3 separate regions of the Mus musculus genome follow, and regions 1 and 3 are each linked to region 2. Evidence: chromatin contacts called from public HiChIP or PLAC-seq data. All regions are on one chromosome and are shown on one strand. The core of a region is the stretch at or near the end of the contact, and the rest is flanking DNA. Distances in the headings are between cores, read along the strand shown.

Evidence for each region. HiChIP or PLAC-seq counts read pairs in DNA pulled down with a chosen protein or histone mark.
Region 1: an H3K27ac HiChIP or PLAC-seq map of embryonic fibroblasts shows a contact between it and region 2, with 4 times the contacts expected there. The contact joins two enhancer-like sites. A contact is called at or near these places in 6 of 39 promoter capture datasets (the C10 cell line, cranial neural crest, embryonic stem cells and 2 more), 1 of 15 datasets of contacts at CTCF or cohesin (CD8 T cells), 28 of 484 Hi-C or Micro-C datasets (B cells, the C10 cell line, CD8 T cells and 19 more), 9 of 115 datasets of contacts at active chromatin or transcription factors (T-cell acute lymphoblastic leukemia, bone marrow-derived macrophages, embryonic basal ganglia and 5 more) and 2 of 9 other capture datasets (adipose tissue and liver).
Region 3: a contact with region 2 is called in a FOXA1 HiChIP or PLAC-seq map of pancreatic cancer cells. The contact joins two enhancer-like sites. A contact is called at or near these places in 6 of 39 promoter capture datasets (the C10 cell line, embryonic stem cells, hematopoietic stem and progenitor cells and 1 more), 7 of 484 Hi-C or Micro-C datasets (the BV-2 cell line, the Ba/F3 cell line, the HPC-7 cell line and 4 more) and 2 of 115 datasets of contacts at active chromatin or transcription factors (bone marrow-derived macrophages and pancreatic cancer cells).

Annotation. Positions count from the first base shown.
Region 1 is chr12:33,039,646-33,042,742 of GRCm38.p6, reverse strand. It overlaps Cdhr3 (cadherin-related family member 3), which reads left to right. Exons shown (of 20, transcript NM_001024478.1): 15 at 203-384; 16 at 2,340-2,353. It overlaps Gm40874 (a long non-coding RNA gene), which reads right to left. Exons shown (of 4, transcript XR_872668.3): 3 at 218-356. Among named protein-coding and RNA genes, the nearest start is that of Gm40874, 45 kb to the right of the region's middle. Within about 2 kb of position 1,747, at least 38 of the 459 cell types and tissues checked have an H3K27ac peak or open chromatin away from gene starts, as enhancers often do. A contact at or near this core is called in embryonic fibroblasts and tail fibroblasts, where this site is marked.
Region 2 is chr12:33,284,245-33,287,104 of GRCm38.p6, reverse strand. All of the region lies in intron 3 of Atxn7l1 (ataxin 7-like 1), which reads right to left. Among named protein-coding and RNA genes, the nearest start is that of Gm38649, 27 kb to the right of the region's middle. Within about 2 kb of position 1,579, at least 85 of the 459 cell types and tissues checked have an H3K27ac peak or open chromatin away from gene starts, as enhancers often do. A contact at or near this core is called in embryonic fibroblasts, pancreatic cancer cells and tail fibroblasts, where this site is marked.
Region 3 is chr12:33,100,736-33,103,853 of GRCm38.p6, reverse strand. No RefSeq gene overlaps it. Among named protein-coding and RNA genes, the nearest start is that of Cdhr3, 9.4 kb to the right of the region's middle. Within about 2 kb of position 1,358, at least 32 of the 459 cell types and tissues checked have an H3K27ac peak or open chromatin away from gene starts, as enhancers often do. A contact at or near this core is called in pancreatic cancer cells, where this site is marked.

The DNA.
Region 1 (3,097 bases), core at 498-2,997, 240 kb after region 2:
ATACGCAGTTCCCCAGTTTTTCTGGGTTCTGATCTAATGGACAGAAAATAAAGAGGCCAGGGCTAGAAGCAGGAACTACAGGCTCACAGAGGTTGGGTCTGCAGAATAGGAGGGAAGAGTGGCCTAGACACTTTACACACTGCAATGCTGAATGTCAAAGACACTTCTACTCCTCTCAACCTCCCCTTCTCTGCCCTCCAAGCCCAGGATTACCTACCAGATCCGCAGGGAAAACGTGTACTCCACATCTGCATGGTATGTGCCGTTCATCGTCACTCTGGGATCCATACTTCTTCTTGGCCTTCTGGGGTCCCTGATGGTGCTGCTGTCCAAAGCAGTCTACAGACATTGCTCCTCTACGACCAGGAGGGACAGGAAACCTCTGTAAGTTCTGGTGGACTGTGACTTTCCTTGTTTTTGCTTTTGTTTTTGTTTGTTTGCTTGCTTGGGTTTAGTTTGGTTTTGTACAGGGCAGGGTACCCAGCTTGAAGGGGAGAATAGGAGATGAACAGAAAGAATTCTAGCTGCCCTTGGGCCTGGGGTACCCACTTTGTCACCTGTAGGGCCAGGACCCTGGCCTTTGGCTTTCTCTGGCAGCTTATCCTGGCCCTGACGGGATTTAGTGAGTGGGCTTCCAGTGACCTTAGCCTAGACAAGTGTTCCTGAACCTCCCCCCCCCCAACACCCCGTGAGTGCAGCAGAACACAATGCAGTCTCCTCTGTAGAGTATTTATAGGCAGGGATGGAAGTAAAGGAAGCAAAATCAACCACTATCAACACAGCAGATTAGAAAATTAAACTTTGAGTACCAGTGACCCACTCAGGTCTTTATGTCATTAGACCATGTCTGTTCTCTTGCATAAGACTCTCATTTCCGCCATCTTGGAAACACACAGTAATTGCATGCCAGGTTTGTCTACCCCCGCCCCCCACTCTTCACTTGCTCAGACACGTGATTCCTAAGAGAACCTGTGCCTGTCACAGACTTCTCTTGGGGCCAGATTTATTCTTAGTAACTCTTACAGCCAGAGCACAATGACTGTGAGCCAGGCTTTTTTGGAGTTGGTCAAGTTCCAGGTTCAAATCTAAGCTCCCTCATTTTCTGGGCAGCTGACTTCGGGCACATGAAACTCTTAAGTATCAGCTTCCTCCTCAGCAGAACTAACCAAGCAAATTCAGAGAGAGCACTGGTAAGCGTTTCTGACACCGAGCGAATGCTTCCATTGCACAGCAACAGTTTTGAAGTTGCTGTTGTTTTAACTTCATAGCCAAGATCCAGTGAGCTCATGATTTTAGACCCCAAATTTAACCAAATGCCCAAATGTCCTGGGAGCTGGATGCCCTGACACTCGGGACCTCTTGGTGGCAAAAAAGAAAAGAATGATAAGACTCAAATGCCTCTTTAGAGTATTTGAAGATTAACTATAACTACCAAGTAATTTTACATGTCTGAGTGTAAGATGGTTTAAAAGACATTAGCTTAAAGCTGTGCCTTGCATTCCACTGTATTTATTGGGAGAAGTTTGCACTACTGGCAGCCTTGACTTTCAGTAAGAAATCCTTGAACATCTACTGAAATGTAAAAACACATTTTTGTTTGTACTCTCTTTACAAATGATTTTGAGAAGATAGAAAAAAACCACTCTACCTTGTTTCTAAAAGAGTCATTTTTTTTTAAGCATGAAGGATAATGATCTCACATATGGGATATGAGTCAGCATTCTTAAAAGATGTTGCAATAGACATCGCAACTTACATGCAATGTGGCTATGTGGTAAATATGAACCTTGAACCTGGCTGTTCTATTCGAATTCTAAATACAGATTTCATCATGGCCCAATTCAAAAGAGAAAATAGCTAATATTCAGACTCAGACTTGTACTCTCAGAAAGTTAGTTGTACCATGTAGCAGTCAACACTTGTCAAATAGTGAGAAATAACAGTAGAGTTTTTCCCCCTAAGGCTTTTATGAGAAGGGCATTAAGACCCAGTCCAGCTCTTTCATGTTATAGGAAACTGAAGTTGTCAGTCCTCTAGCCTCCCTGCTGCGACATTGGGCAAAGAAGAATGAGCTGGTGGTCTCACTCCCTCACCAAAGTCACTCTATTCCCTGGAGTTGTAAGAAGCAATAGTTTCAAACTCCCAGACTCTCTATAGCTCCAGGCTATCAACTGCTTGGTTTAGAACAGCTAGTAGCCAGAACCTTTTGATCTCTATCTCTGGCCCATTTTTAAACTAGTCCCCAAATTCCAAGAATGCCTGGAGGCCCTACACTATCATGTGTGCATATCTATGTGGAGTTCTGTCTAGTCAACTAATGCCTATCCTTTCCCCCATAGGACAAAGAAAAGAGGTATGTACAGTACATGTTCTCACTGTTGCTTTGCTGCCTTTTGCTTGCTCTGTTATACTACGCTAAAAGGCTCTAATGTGGGTTCAATCAGGGAATATCCATGTCTTTCGTAGGGAAGCAGAGAGCATCTATTGCTGGAGCAAGAAAGGGCACGGTGAAGGGTTGAGGATGCAGGGTGAAGGATGAAGGATACAGGATGCAGTGTGCAGGATGAACGATGCAGGATGCAGGGTGCAGGGTGGAAGGTGGAGGATTCAAGGTCAGGGTGCAGGGAGAAGGATGCAGGGTGCAGGGTGCAAGGTGCAGGGTGCTTTTGGCTTACTTGGTCCACTCACTTGGGCCTTGTCTACTTTCTACCCATGTTCATCTCTAGCCAGCTCAGTTTAATCATCTAGGTCTATCTCCCATGGAACCTAGTTTATCTGTAGTAGGGACATGCGTTACACACAGCCAGCATTTCCTGACTGCTGCAATGGAGGGGGTGGCTGCTCCCAAGGACAGTGAATGCTCTGTCTTGAACAAGTGCCTCTTCTGAAAGAACACTGACACGCTCTTCTCAGATTGTAATGGATTTGATCATTGTTCACATAGTTCATTAGGTCAAACTAGTTAATTGGTAAATTGAGCAAGATCTACTGAGAGCCCCAAGCCCAAGGAGATATCTATCCTAACCCAGACGAAGAGTTGTCACCTCAAGGCTACTCCAAGCTAAGTGGGGAGACAGGACATAGAATTTACAATTCT
Region 2 (2,860 bases), core at 330-2,829:
ACCATTCATAACAACGAAAAGAATATTAGTGCACTCTCCAGAGGGAGAAGACAGTAGAACGTGGTAGGGCATTCTCTTTGCTCTCCATTTAGGGGTTCAGCCCTTTGGTGGTGTCCTTAGTCTCACACAGTCATGATTCTAAACGGCACACCGATGAACTCCAGACACCAGTACTTCACAATCCCCAACATCTCAGCGGGTGCAGGGCTTCTCAAGTTATACCCACAGCCCTTGTTTAAAGGGTCCGGGAATCTGTGTGTCAATGTGTTCTCATCGTACTGTATTGTCTTTATTTTTAATGTTTCGCCGTTTTACACAGGACCATGACTTTCTGGAGAGGCTAAGGAACTGGCCTGCAAATGTACCTGACATGTGCAAACCTCGGAGCTCCAATCCTCAGTGGATGCTTGCTTTATCCATCTTACACGCTGGCCACTGTTCCCACCCTTAACCACCCCAAGGTCAGGTCCCAGACAATAAGGGAGAGACTTTACACTAAAAGCCCACTTTGATCACTCAAACGAGTCAGTGCTAACCCAGTTCTCTTTGCCCTGCCTATTCCTTTCCATGGAAACTTCAATAATAGCTTCTGCCTTCATTTTCTCTTTCTTCTGCTCCTGCCTCCTAATGGGGCCATTGATTTCCTATACTAAGCTGCACACACAGCATGCCCCACCTCTCGGGAACTACGAATAACAAACTGTCTTGTTATGCATACGACGGCCAACTGACCTGAATCAATTCCTAAATATTCCCATTCCCAAATAACAAACAAAATGTACATCTTAGAATATCCGGGGATATCAATGCTCCAGGCCTACGGACCACCCTTCAGCAGCAGTATCTAATTACAATGCTATACCACTGAACAAGGTGCTGGGCTGGCTGAGGGCAATGATTACATAGCACGTGTGTTGGACCTCAGCCAGAAGCCAGTGTCTTCACAGGGGTCAATGACTGACGTGGCTGGCTGGGGCTACTGCCCAGAGGCCTGTGGACAACTGCCAACACCCTGCCTCACATTCCAGCAAGGGGATTTCATGGAATCCACTAGGTAGGAGTTAAAGAGCTTCAGTGGAAAGGAGGCTAGGCCTGAGGCCTTTAACCTATAGCAGGCATGGTAGTAATACAGGTGACTCAATGCCCAGGGGAGATGGGTTGGCAGGCTGCCTACCTGAACTATGGCAGACAGACATAGGCATCAGACACCCAAGTCAGAATGCCTTGGGGGATAAGTATTTGAATTCAAGCTGATTATTCTCCCCTACAGCAAGGTGCTAGCCGGGTGTCCAACAACCCTTCTGCTTGGCGAGACACGGAGGCCCTGATCATGTTGAAGGCGCCCAGTGCTTAGGGAACATCCTAGACAAGACCTCAAAGTGTCTGAGTCCAAGATGAAGTGACTGAGTCCACTTCATTCACCCCAGGCCCTCACAGTTTATCTGTAACTAATTAAGGCAAACCCTGATTAAGAACTATCAGTTTTAAGGAATTCACATGGCTTAGCTCAGCTAATCCCCACGGCTCTGTGCGGTAGCTGCTGGGAAAAGCCTTACTTTCAAGATGAGTGTGGAGAGGCCATGCAGCTCACCCAGGCCACTCATGAGTCAGCAGGGTCGCCGTAACCCAAACAGTCCCACAGTCTCCATTCTCCAGCACACCCCCTGGGCTTTGGGGCTGTGCCATAAACCCTAAACTCTGCAGTGAAATATCAGTAACAGCAGGAAGCAAGCAGCTCCTGCCACCCTAGAATCAGAATCTTAGGAGCCTGTGCTTTGCAAACTCTCCTCCTAATCCTGCTACAGGCAGAGTACATTGGTGTGGGTCAGGGCAACCCTGAGAGGAATTCCTTTCTTCTCCTCTTCTCCTCCTCCTCCTTCTCTTTCTCTTCCTCTTCCTCTCCTCCTCCTCCTCTTCCTCTTCCTCTTCTCCTCCTCCTCCTTCTCTTCCTCTTCTCTTCCTCTCCCCCTCCTCCTCTTCCTCCTTCTCTTCCTCTTCTTCTCTTCCTCTTCCCTCTCCTCCTCCTCCTCTTTATTTTTTTGAGATCCCATCTCATGCACTTTAGGCTGGCCTTGAACTCACTGGATAGCCAAAGATAAGGTTGAATTTCTGAATTCCTGGTCCTGTAGCCCATACTGCTCGAGGTTTGGAATCCTGGGTGTGTGCTGTCACACCTAGATTTGAGGTGCGAGGGATTAAATCCAAGGGCTGGAACACGGTAGGTAGATATTCTACCAATCGAGCCACATCCCTAGCTCTTCTTTCTTTTTCTTGGTTAGCCTGGAAACCCTGCTCGTCCCCTGCACAAGCTGGGAAACCCCATCTGCCCTCCTTCCTCCGGCCCCGCCCGCACAGAGGAAACTCCCCCACCCACTTGGAGAAAACTCTGAGCTAGCACATCATCACTCCTTGTCTCCCCATTTCCAGCAACCCACCCAAGAGCACCCACAAAAGGGCTCTGTTTCTGACCATGTATGGGCCCAATCCCAGCTCCTAGCTAACACGTCATCACTTCTTGCCTAAATTCTATAAAAACCCCTTGCTTTAGCCTAGATGTGTGACTTCACTGACCCCTGCCTGTGTTTTAATGTAGTCTAATCTAGCTTCTTTCTCTTTCTCTTTCTCTCTCTCTCTCTCTCTCCCCCCTCTCTCTCTCCCTCCCACCCTCCTTCCCTCTCTCCCTCTCTCCCTCTCTCCCTTTGAGATAAGGATTTACTCTGTATCTCAGGCTGGTCTAAAATTTTCTGTCACCCAGCCTGACCTCCAATTGTACTCCCAAGTGCTGGGACTACAGGTGTGAGCTGCCAAGTCTGCTTTATATATACTTCATTTCTCTCTCCCTGTGAAGTTGGGCAATGGA
Region 3 (3,118 bases), core at 109-2,608, 180 kb after region 2:
GTTCATTCTGCCCCATTTCACGTCATGGTGGGTGGCTCGCCAGCAAATGCTGAGTGACCTGTTGTGGGGACTGTCCTTGAACTCAAAACACCATCAAGTCCAGGCCGCTTATTCTGAGATCCAGGACAGCTCTCAACTCCTTCCTGGGGATTTCCCCTTTCCACCTGAGCTATGACTGACACCACAATCAAGCAAAGTATCAACAAAGTCTAACACAGGTCTGGTCCACGGTGGCCCATTAGGCTACAGCTCTTTCACTTCAGCCCACACTGCTAGGAACTGAGCAGGGGTTGCAGCCTTGGAGAGCACAGAGTTCCTGGCACAGCCAGACTGAGAAGCCAGACCGCTTCTATCTAAAGCCCTGACACTGCCAGTTCCCAGACTGGTCATATTAAGCAAGTTATTCCACACCTCCAGGCTTCAGTTTCCCCATCTGTAAAATGGAGACTAACTGATAAAATTACTGCAACTGTCTCATAGTGCCATTGTAGGGATTAAAGAGTCAGTGTGTAGTAAGCATGTACAGTGTTTTGCGTGTGGAAAGCATGGAGTGGATGCATGTTTCTATTTGCCATACCTGAGGCACTGTTGTGATCAGTGTATGTTTGGCTTTCATAGCATGGGAGGATATGTGAGGCATGAGTATAGTTTATAGTTTATAACGAATCCTCAGGTACTTCCAAAGAAGATTTAAAGTGAATGAATAAAGACAGAACCGGGAAAAAGCATCAGTTAGCCTTGTTTGTAGTTCTTTTGAAATGATCATGAATTTTATTTTTTACGATCATGAATTTTAATGCTAGGGGGAAACTGCCTCCCCCCCCCCCCGTGTTTATTTCCACTTACAGACAGTGGAAAGGCCTCAGCTTTAAACAGGGAGATCCTGACTGTTCCAGGCTCGACGAGTCGATGTAGCATGCAATCACTGTTGGGAACATCTGTCACACGGAGAACTTACACAAAGGATCGTCTTTGGTCCCCCTGATCAGTTCCTCACACTGTTTTCAGATGGGGAACAGTTAAGGATTCTGCTTTGAGTCACAAAGCAAGGGTCAGGAGGAGCAAGATCACAGGCAGGCCCAACACCAAAGCTCAAGCTCCTACTCCCCCTGTGCCACCCTTGGGACCTTCTCTGCGTCTCAGAGAACAATAAGATCAACGGGAACCTTCTGGCTCTTTGCATCTGGACAGGGAGGCTGGTTCTTTGCCAGGTTACTGAGACTCTAACCCACTTATCAAACTGTTTAAGCATGTGGGCTTTGTATCAATTTTTAACAAGCAGCAGAGACTGTAAACAATGAGCCTGAGCTTAATTCAAACCCTAAGCGATGATGTTTGACAAAGGAATGTAAATACTGCGCTGATTCACGGCTTGTGATTGGTGGCTCATTTGTTAATTTCTTTGCTGCCGGGGGCTCCATCTGGACCCAGCTGGGTAGCTGCACAGCTCGTGGCCAGCATCCCTCCACTGAGGGTTTCATTCACTTAATACGTTAACATTGCTGACATTTACACGGGGCTACACACATAAACAAGACCTACGTGAACCCAGTCTTCATGGTGTTCAGTCGGGGCACTGAAAAAAAAAAAGTGCTCCACAAAGAAAACTGTGTGGGAAGAACCAGGAGTAGAGGGAAGAAGGATGTAGGTGAGAGTGTTCAGGAGTGGAAAGTCAGGGAAGACCTGTCTGAAGAAGGACAAGATGAAGAGGAGTCACAAGAAAATGTGTGTTGGGGACAGGGTGGAGGGGAAAGATGAAGGAGATGGCTCAGACCACAGAACAGTGATTCGAAGGGACTAGGGAGATCTTAGGATTTTTGAAGAGATTACAGGTCATAGGGGCATGTTTATGGGAGATGTAAAATGCAGACTGTAAGAAAATGATTAGTTTAACAAATATGTAATATTTGATGACTGATAAACAGTTAGAGGGAGAAGCGACCCACGGGAATTGAGGAGTCCTCCCAAGTGTGTGGAGGAATAGGAGCTCTCATACATTGTCATAGCAACATAAAGCGGTGCTGCTAGGCACTGTCAGCATTACAGGACAGATGTGCTCTGCTAATGGGCACGGAGAGATTCTCCACACATACCATCTCCCCCGACATCATCCCTGTGTGCCCTCAGTCCCTGAAACGTCTCCCACATGTGTGTTTGATTACCGAATCCGTTGGCACTGTTTTTGAAGGCTGTGAATATCTTGGACCTGGGCACAGCTAGCAGACTAAGTGACTACTGAGGTTTGTGAGCTAACTCTGCTTCCAGCCTGAGCTCTCTACTTCCCTGTCGGCTGCCGAGATGCAAGGAAATCATGCTACCAAGTCCCCTAGCTCTAGACCAAGACTGTCCCAGCCATCATGCCTTCCCCTCAATGAACCACGAGCCAAATAAAATTTCCCTCCTTGTAAGGGTGATTTAAAAAAAAAAAAAAGTAACCAATGCGTCTTTCTCCTGTGGGCTAAATTGTGACTCCCAAAAAGAGACATTGAAATCCTAACCCTTCAGCACGTCTTGTTAGAATATGACTATAATAAGTTGGGTACTTCAGAGAAATAGAACAAACAGAAGATTAAGTGTTCAGATATACAGATACATAGCTTTCTAGGTATAAAGGAAGAGATACAAAGTTAGGTAAGTAGATGGATAGATGGAGATAGATAACAGACTGACAGATATAAAGGATACACAGAAATACATATATAGGTAGGCAGCTTGATACATGGAAGGAAGGAAGAAAGATATCTAGATAGAGAGATAGATAGATAGATAGATAGATAGATAGATAGATAGATGATGGATGGATGATGAATGAATGGATGGAAGGATGGGTGGATGGGTAGGTAGATGATAGATAGATAGATAGATAGATAGATAGATAGATAGATAGATAGATAGATAGATAGATTTAACAATCTGCATTGTCAGGATATCAGCAGCTCAGGTCACACTCAGCAGCAGCAGCTCAATCCACTCCAAACACCATTCATGAAGCAGCAATGGCAGGTTGATCCAGAAGAAGCCTTGGGGCTCTGCTGTATGCTGTTTAGAAGTAGTTCCTTGGGGTGAGTTTAGTCTCCAATCCTCAGGATGCCAGCAGTCCTGTTTGGGTAGGGTCAGG